2 separate regions of the Gossypium hirsutum genome follow, and region 2 is linked to region 1. The links are chromatin contacts, called in public Hi-C maps. All regions are on one chromosome and are shown on one strand. The core of a region is the stretch at or near the end of the contact, and the rest is flanking DNA. Distances in the headings are between cores, read along the strand shown.

Region 1 (5,121 bases), core at 94-2,593:
AATTGAAAATCCCAGTACCTATCAAAAATTGAACCCAGATTCATTATTCGTATAATAAAATCCTAAGCCCGATGATCATGCACCAGTAATCATCAATTACGACCGCTTCCTACAGCAAAGATACACCGCAGCAACCGCAACAAAGATAGCTGCAGCCGATCCTGCTGCCACAAGCGGCGGCACATTTAGCCCTTTCTCTTTACTCTCAGCAGTCTCAACAATCTCTCTTGATTTCCCATTGATACCCTCGGCAGCCTTCTTCTCTACCTCCTCCTTCAATTCCAACAACTTTAACTTGAAGCCCATCGCTCTCTCCTCGGATTCTCGTTGTTCTTCCTTAGTCGTCTCCAGTTCAACCCTCGTTCTCGCCACCTCTGCTTCCAGGTCCTTAACTTTATTCTCGAATACATCCAGCTGTTGCCTCAGCTCCTCTTCCATCCTAACATTTTTGCTCCTCTCCTCCGATTCCCTCACTTCTAGAACCCCTAATTTCCTCTCCAACTCCCTCTCTCTCTTCTCGCTCTCAACTTTCTCTTTCTTCAGTTCAGTGATTTCCTTGTCCAATCTCTTAATCTCCAACCCTTTCTCTTCCAATTCTCTCTTCAACTCCATCGACTGCTTGTTCGCTTCATCTGCATCACTCATCGAAGTGATCAGATCATGTTGAAGCCTCGCAACCTCGGTTTCGAGATCAGCCGATCTCGTGGCAACTGATTTCAGGACCTTCTTATCTTCGTCCCAGTTATCCATTTCTTGCCTCATTTCTTCTTCCTTGTTTCGCAGTTGATCAATTTCTAAGGTCGCCTTTTTCACCTTCTCCTTCAACTCTTTGTTCTCGTTGCTCAGGTCCAGCTTCTCACTTTCAAGCGCTTTAATTTTGCTATCCTGTTCAGTGAATTTGGCTTCATCAGCGTCGTAGAAATTGTCCGCCATCTGATTCTCCACTTCGCCGTTGATGACCGTCGAATCTGCCATTTGCTCTTAATAGCTGTTTGGCTGCGAAGAAAATCACACAAAAAAGGTTAGAAGTTAGGAAGACAGAAAACCCTAAAGATAACCCTTTTTGTGGCAAAGATAGAGAGCACCAAATATATTATATATATATTTTTCTGAGAAAAGAGAAATGAAAGAGAACTTTATGTTTTAGTTTTACCTCCTCTAATACAAAGTAAGATGAAAATGTGAGGAAAAGAAAGTGCAAAAGAAGCGGCACCTCTGTTTTCCTGATGATTCGTTTAGGGTTTTGTATGTTTCATAATCAGATGAGAAGGAATAAAAGGAACATGTGTGGATTGAAGGAATCCAGGACAAACGAACGGTTAAGAATAAAGGGAGCCACGTTGGTGGCACTTTGCAGTGGCAGTGATGAAAAGCGAGGAGTGGGGGAGCGTGGGACCATGTAAAAGTAACAATGGTTTTTTTTTTATCGAGTAAACTCACTTAATTTTTAAAAATTATAAATTAATCATTAAATTATTTAAAGATTATCAATTAAATTAGTTGATTGTTATTCGTTTAGGGTTTTAATGTTTATTATTTAAGGTTACATATATTTCTTAGAATAAAAGAACATACAAAATACCCATAGGAGATCGTTGTTAAATACTCAACTATAACAACTGCATTAAAATATCTTTACAATTCAAATATTATACCACTGACTAGTACAATCATCAATAATCCCACATTATCCCATTCAGTAAAGAAATTAATTCAGAATAAATTCTGGTTAACCCGTTCTTTAGATGTCATACCTAAATAAGTCGATTAGTCGAGATTAACGTCTTCTTTAATAGCGATATTGTTTAATCCGAATGATCTTCAGAAAAAATCTGATATCCCTTCTAAAACTATCTTTACTTGTTACCCCATTCTCAACTCTGATCGCATTATTAACCATTCAACAACAAAACTCTTCGGTTTCACACTTGCGAGCTTAGTCAATCTAAATTTTGAGAATTTTATTGTATAAGACTGTACTGATGAGGGGGTGAAGATCGTAAAGCCTCAAAATTTGACTCTCATATATACACACATATAACATAACATTTATCATCAACATAATCATTATAAACATTTATTCATACCTTTATGAGTCTCGACTCATCATAAGTAACTTTCTAATCAGATACTTGAGTATCGCTTTCAGCATTATCGAAATTAGCTCGGTTGGAAAACATCTCTGTCTATAACTAAAACAAATCTCATTAGAGTCGGGAGATACCACATTATCAGAAGTTATATAACAATATGTATTTCTAGACTTCACACATGCTATATTCAGTCCAAAAACCGACTAAACCGTAGCTCTGATACCAATAAATGTAACACCCTAACCTAAATTTGTTGAAAAATAGGGTTATAGAGTATTATCAGAGTTTACAAATCAAACAGACACAAAATATAACAGCCCGATTTTGGGTCTAGTCGGAACAGTGGTTTGGGGACCATGAATCTGACATAGAAAAATTTATTTTTATTATATTTTTATGGTCTACAATTTTATGGAATGATTTCATGAAAATTTCGTTAAAAATGTTGACGTTTGGGCACTCAATTTGGTCAAAAGAACTAAATTGTAATAATTGCAAAATGTGAGTTCTATAGGTTAAAGGTGTCAAATTGTTATGAAATTCTAAATTGGAGGTCCTTAAATGATAATCAGACCATTGGTTAAGTTGGTGGACAAAAAATGGACATGGTTAGGTATGTTTCTAAAGTTTTTCATTAAGGGTATTTTAGTAATTTGGTAATTAAATGAATTAAAAAGGCAAAATAAAAGCAATTTTTTGTCCATCTTCCTCCCATGGATGAAATTCACAAAAGGAAACCATGGCTAGGGTTTTTCAAGCTTCCAAGCTCAATTGTAAGTCCGTTCTAGCCTCGTTTTTATTGATTTTTATGTTTTTTAAATCCTTGTAACATGATCTACCTATTTCTAGTACTAATTTGAGAAATGGTTGAAGGTCTAGGGTTTGACCCATGTTGAACATGTATGTATTTTGATGTTTAATGGTAGAAAATGCATGTTAGTTGTTAGATAAATGACTTTTGCCAAGTGATTTTCGATGAAAATTCTTAAAAAAGACCTATTTGTAAAAAGTTGTAAAATAGGTGTTAAAATGTGAATAAAAGAAGAATGTGGGCTTCTATAAACATTTATAAGGTTCGGCTAGGCATGGGTATTGAAGAAATTGAGTACATTTCATTTTACGAGCCTAGGGACTAAAATATAAAAATGTGAAACTTTAAGGGCAAAAATGTAATTTTTACCATAATATGATTTTGGGCTGATTTGAATAATATAATGATTAAACAAGTTAAATGTGATATTATAGATCAAGAAAAATGAGGTTTGGAATTAGAACGGGGGAGAAACAAGTATTTGACAGTTAGGTCCTTTTCGCCATTTTTATGCCTTTAATAAGCATTAAATTATATATGTATAAATGCTTAATTGGTATAATTGTGGTAAATGCTATATTATTGAAATGAAATGTGAATGCTATTGAGTACGATATTGGAAATGACCGACAGAGATTCGATATAAGAAAAGTCCCGGTTGAACCTTAGGAATAGATAGGATACAAATGTCATGACATTAGGGTTATTGAGATTACGTGTAAGACCATATTTGGGATAAGGAATCGATATGAGACTTCTTATAAGACCATATTTGTGCTATTGGCATCAATACGAGATTACATGTAAGACCATATCTGGGATAAGGTAGTGGTACGGTACTGTGTGGACGAGATTCTCAAGTATCCTTTAGTATTCCAAGTGGTTCAATGGGAAATTCAATGGGTATGTCAAAGAAGAGAAAGTGCATGTAAGTATTACGAATTAGCACAAGTATGTACATAAGTTTATAAGCATTGACTTCATGATATTGTGAGTTCATGCTTTACACGAGAATGTTTTTGTAAAAGCCTTGTGATTATTGGTCCATCCGTGTGATGTATGAAGTACATGGTAAATTCGGTTAGCTATCGTGTAATTGGCTTCCTGGCCGAATTGAGTTATGATATAGCATGTTTCATTCACATAAATTATGATTTATCGAATATGAGAAAAAGGAAAGATTGGCCTATTAAAATGACTATGGGAATATATGAGCTTTAAATAATTGAAAGATGTTAAAATATATGCTTGAAATGTGAATACCCATAATTGATGTGCAAGTTTATTATGAGGATTGAAATGATTGGTGGATTGTAGTAATCTGTTATAATTGAGAGATTACGGTTGTCAGATGAATGTCAAGACATGTTAGATTATGCTTGCAAATTGATAGAGCAAACAATGTGACCGAATAAGTTATAATTGTGAGCTTTATAGTAATTTATATTATCTTGTGTTTATATTGTTGGTCTTGGTAAATGTTTTGTAAGAATTACTTATTATGTTCATACGGACTGTAGCGACCCGATTTTGGGCCCAGTCGGAACAGTGGTTTCTGGACCACTGATCCGAGGGCAGAGAAATAATTTTTTTATATTATTTTATGTGTCGTGGCATGATTATATGAGAGTATGAAAATTTTGGTGAATTAATTTTAGTGATTTCATGCTAAATTGTGAAAAAGGACTAAATAGCATAAAGTGCAAAAGTCTTAATTTGATAGCTAAGTGTGTTCATGTTGTTTTCTGAAATTTTATGGAAGAAAATGAGTTATGGTAGTGTAATAAACAACTTTTGTGAAGTAGTTTTCATGGAAACCTTAACTAGGGACCATTTTGCATAAGTTAAAAATTAGATGATAAATGTGAGAAATAATGGAAATTTTGGGTTACTATAAGAGTAAAAAAGGTTTGGTTACGCTTAAGATATGGAGAATTTCGATAAAAATCGATTTTTGGACCTAGGGATAAAATGGTTATTTTGTCTAATTTTTAAATTGTTGAGTACCTAGATTAATAAAATGATTAAATGTGTGAATTTTCATCATTATAGATCCAAGAATTACAAAATCCGAGCCTGGACTAGGGAAAAGCAAATCAAGTGGACTATGTCGAACTAGTCGTCTACATTTTGTAATTTAATTTGGGGTAAGTTGTGTGTAAATAATACAACTATATTGTTATTATACGTGTTTGAATTGATATAACATAAATTGCT
Region 2 (4,598 bases), core at 1,716-4,215, 600 kb after region 1:
CATTGCATATATTAACACGAACACCATTGCCAAAATGCCAAAATATCCCCTTTGCAATCAAATCTCGAGCATTACAAATGCTTCTCCAAGTAAACGATGGGTAAGAACCGATTTTTGCCGATAAGATATCTGAAAAATGGATAATATCTAGCTTTCAAAACTTTAATTAAAAGGCAATTAGGCTGGGATAAAGGATGCCAAACTTGTTTTGCTAATAATGTCGTATTAAACAAAAACAAATTTCTAAATCCCAGCCCACCAACACATTTCGGTTTATACAAAGCATCCCAATTGCTCCAATGAATGCATTCAGTAGATTTATTATTAAACCACTAGAATTTATTCATTATGCCTTTTAACTTGCGACATAAAGATTTTGGCAAAGCAAAGCATTGCATGACATAAAATGGTATAGCTTGTAAAACTGATTTAATGAAAACCTCCTTACCCCCCATTGAGAGATAGCGTAAGCTCCACCCATCAATTTTTTTTCCTGAACTGATCAACAAAGTTAGCAAAAGCCCATGTCTTTTTCCGTCCAACCATTATTTGTAAACCTAAACACTTCTCAAGATTTGAAGCCACCAGAACACCCAATAGGTTGGTTATAATCTCTCTGTCATTAGACTCCACATTAGCCCCAAAATAGATAAGAGATTTATCGAAATTCACTCGTCGTCCCGAAACCATGTCATACTCCTGAATAATATTTCAAACCACACTAGCTCCCTCACTTGAGGCATCCCAAAAAAAATTGCAGTTATCCACAAAAAACAAGTGGTTAATCGAATGTCTTTCCCTTCCAATAGGAGCACCCTTCATCAGCCCTTTATGTTTGCCTTCATTAAGCAGTGTAGAAGAACCCTTAGCACAAATTAAAAAGAGATAAGGGCTGAGTGGATCGCCCTATCTTAAACCTCGCGAAGGTGAGAACCAATCACTATTAGACCTATTAAGACTCACGGAATAGGAGACAGAACAAACATATCTCATAATAAAGATAACTTTATCAGTATGAAAACCCAAACGAGTCATCATTCCAGCCAAAAATTCTACTCAACATGATCGTATGTTTTACTCATATCGAATTTAAGCGCAAAATTCCCTTTTTTACCTTTCTTATTCATTTTAAAGGAGTGAAAAACCTCATAAGCAATTAACACATTATCCGAAATATGTCTTCTTGGGATGAAAGCCCCTTGAGCTTTATTTATACAACTTCCCAAAATTGCACTCATACGATCCATTAAGACTTTCGCAATAATTTTGTAAACTACGTTACAAAGACTTATAGGTCGAAATTGTGAGAAATTTTTTGGTTTCTAAACTTTAGGAATCAAAAGAATGCGGGTTTTATTAATCTCTCCTATTTCAGATTCACCATTCAGAATAGATAAACAGTAATTAGAAATATCAGACCTAATAATATGCCAGAACCTTTGGAAAAAAATTACGGGAAAACTGTCGATGCCGGGAGCCTTCAAAGGTGCCATTGACTTGACAGCATAGCCAATATCCTCCTCAGTGAACTGTTTAAGCAATTTATCATTCATACTCATAGTAATCTTTTTCTCCACTAACCCAAACAAATGTTCATCAGCACCTATTTTAGAGGCCGAAAATAAATTACCAAAATAATCCGAAGCGAGCTATAACATCTTATCGGTTGTAGAGAACCATTTGCCATTCTCCCCTTCTAACCCAGTAATTTGACCACGGTTGTTGTTGAACAGCCACTTTATGAAAAACTGGTATTCCGATCCCCATTTTTCAACGATTGACGCAGGCTTTTTATCCCCCAAAATTTTTTTCTTGACCAGCCTCCAAATTAAGACCTAGTTGAACATCCGTGATTTCGACTAAGATCTCATCAATTGGATCTTGATTGTAAAGATAATATAATCTTTCTAAATCTACACGAATTTTTTTTTCTCTTCATTTCTGGATCAACACCATTGCTGAAGCTGCTGGCCCATTTTATCAAGCTTATCTGGGATGCTTCCTAAAAAAATAGCCCAATTCCTTTTTACCTTCTCCTCAAAAGAACTTTCTAAACACCATTTCGCCTCAAAACGAAAAAGTCTGGCTCCATTACACTGATCATTCATTCGCATTCCAGTGGTATCCAAGAGAATAGGACAATGATTCGAGAAACAATGGCTCAAATGCTCCACCTAGTAGCTTGGAAAAAGATTCATCCAATCCAAAGATGCAACTCCCCGATCAAATCTTTCCCTTATATTTGTTGACAAAAACCTTCCTCACTCCCACGTAAACCGCCTACCAATATAACTTAAATCATTGAGCTTGCAATTATCCAATGTGGTTTGAAACTCATTCATCTACCGTTTTGATCTAAGACGACCACCTTTTTTTCAAAAGAATTTGTGGTCTCATTGAAATCCCCCATCACAACCCATGGGATCATTTGGTCATGTCCCAACTGTCTAAGTAATTCCCACGACCCGCCTCTATTCCTTTCATCCGGATTCCCATAAAACAACATTAGCCGCCAAACGTCACCACATTCATTGTCATGGACCTCAACATTAATATGAAAATAAGAGAAACTCTTAAGCCAAATCAACGAATTCCCTTTCCAACTAAAAAATAGACCACCTTTTGAACCTATCGGCCCGATATCAATCCCATGTTCAAAACCGCATTTCAATCTAATCATTTCCATCGTTTTAGAACAAAATTTTGTTTCCATAAGAAACAAAATCTGGGGATTAATGGCTCTAAATTTGTTCCTAAACCTATTAATAGTTCGTGATCTCCCCAAACCACGAACGTTCCAACTTAAGATTTTTATTGCATTTGGCTACTCTGTTCAACAGAGCTAGCCGTTAAATCAAAAAAGCCTCCCTCAAAATTGTTTCCCATGAGAGTTGTTGAACCCTCCACTATCCTTTGACATTTCTTTCCTTCCAAAGAAATTAATGAATCATTTTCCTCAACCAACATCAGATCTGTGGGCCCATTTTCAAACCCATTTCCATTCGAACCGCCACTGCCCAGATTATGCCAACTGTCATGCCCTTTATTTTGAATCTGTTGACTAGATTCCAAGGGAATTAAATTGGGATTTAAAGATTTTGTTCCCAATTCCCTCTTAAGTTTCGCCCAGCATCACTCATCCATCTTAAATTACTGCTCTGATTGATTCTTTCTATATCCACACTACTACACAGTAATCCGTTAACTTCACAGACCCACCTACTCACAGTGGTATTCCACTAGCACGCCACCACACACAAAGATATATTCCAGCCAAAAATAATTTTAGATAGGTCAATTTGAAGACGAAAAGGACAGTAACTCTCACCATGCCCTAGTTTATCACAAATGAAACAAAATAGACTCCATTTCTCATATTGAAAGTTAACATAAACAGTCATTTCTTTACGATCTGGATCTTTTTCTTTCTTTTCAACAGAATAGATACATCCAGTCGAATATGAATACGCATAAAATTTTTGGACCCAAAATAGCACCAAATTGCTTAGCCATCATTTCCGTCATCAAACCTAGAGGCAAATCGTGTAATTGGACCCAAAATTCAATAAAATTTAACGATATAACTGACGGATCTTCTCTACTTTGGACTTTTTGTAGAATAAGCAAATGGCTATTGAAAAACCATGGTGTACCAAGAAGCACCCTTTGGACGTCAACATCATGAAAAAATTGAAAAAGAAACCATGTCCCCTAGATCCGAGATACAAATCCCTCCAATAGGATGCCAAAGATCAACCATGGTATTACATAGAGAAGGAAAATAGACAACACTATTAGTTAGACATCACCCAACCAAACAAAACTGATAGTTCTGATCCACCACCACAACTTCCTCATGAAACGTCTCCTCCTCCTCATCCATTAAACTCAAATTGGCTAACCCCTCATCCATAACTTAAAAAAAAAAAAAGCCGACTCAACTATCACACCAAAACAAAGGAAAAAATTAAAATATAATCAAGAAAAGCGGCTAGAAAGAGAAGAAAATTAAGAAAAAAAAATTCGTGTCTAAAAACAGACAGAGAATACATGTCAAAATATAGACTAATAACATTATTTTTTACATTCACATAAAAAGAATTATTTAAGCATTGAACAATATTTTTTATCATATGATCGTTAGTTTGTTAGTTTTAAATTCAACATTTTATTAATTACGTTATAGATTATATATTACTCCATAATATTTACTAGTATTGATTTAGAAAATCAGGCTCCTAAAGAACTATTTTCTAGAATTTACCATTTAAAAATGGAAGACAAAGAATTTATTTTTTAATTATCATTGACCAAATACTTCTGTAAAAAACAAAAACAAAAATCGAAAAATGTTTCCGGTTCCACACAATTCTTGTCTATTATGATTTTAACGCAGAATAGTAAACCTTAACAAGTATGCATCGCAATTTCTTTTCCTCTATCAATCATGTAAATATAAATGCAATATAAATTACTTCAGAATCTTAAACACAAACGAATCTAAAGCATGCACCATTCATATTTAAATGTGTTATTATTTTTATGGTTTAATAAAACATATCTTGTTCAAGTTAAAACCGGTCACATGAACATAAAAT

What was found. Hi-C and Micro-C count contacts between places; a contact is called where the count stands out from the background.
Region 2: a Hi-C map of leaf shows a contact between it and region 1, with 2.1 times the contacts expected there. The contact joins the enhancer-like site here to the promoter of LOC107901065 in region 1. A contact is called at or near these places in 4 of 34 Hi-C or Micro-C datasets (hypocotyl and leaf).

Annotation. Positions count from the first base shown.
Region 1 is chrA12:66,693,305-66,698,425 of Gossypium_hirsutum_v2.1, forward strand. It overlaps LOC107901065 (peroxisomal and mitochondrial division factor 2), which reads right to left and starts at 1,344. Exons shown (of 2, transcript XM_016826913.2): 1 at 1,154-1,344; 2 at 1-996. The coding sequence starts at 975. The coding sequence ends at 97.
Region 2 is chrA12:67,288,651-67,293,248 of Gossypium_hirsutum_v2.1, forward strand. LOC107952781 (a long non-coding RNA gene) reads left to right here. Exons shown (of 4, transcript XR_001698921.2): 4 at 1-329. It also overlaps the pseudogene LOC107955770. Among protein-coding and RNA genes, the nearest start is that of LOC107952781, 4.0 kb to the left of the region's middle. Within about 2 kb of position 2,966, at least 1 of the 9 cell types and tissues checked has an H3K27ac peak or open chromatin away from gene starts, as enhancers often do. A contact at or near this core is called in leaf, where this site is marked.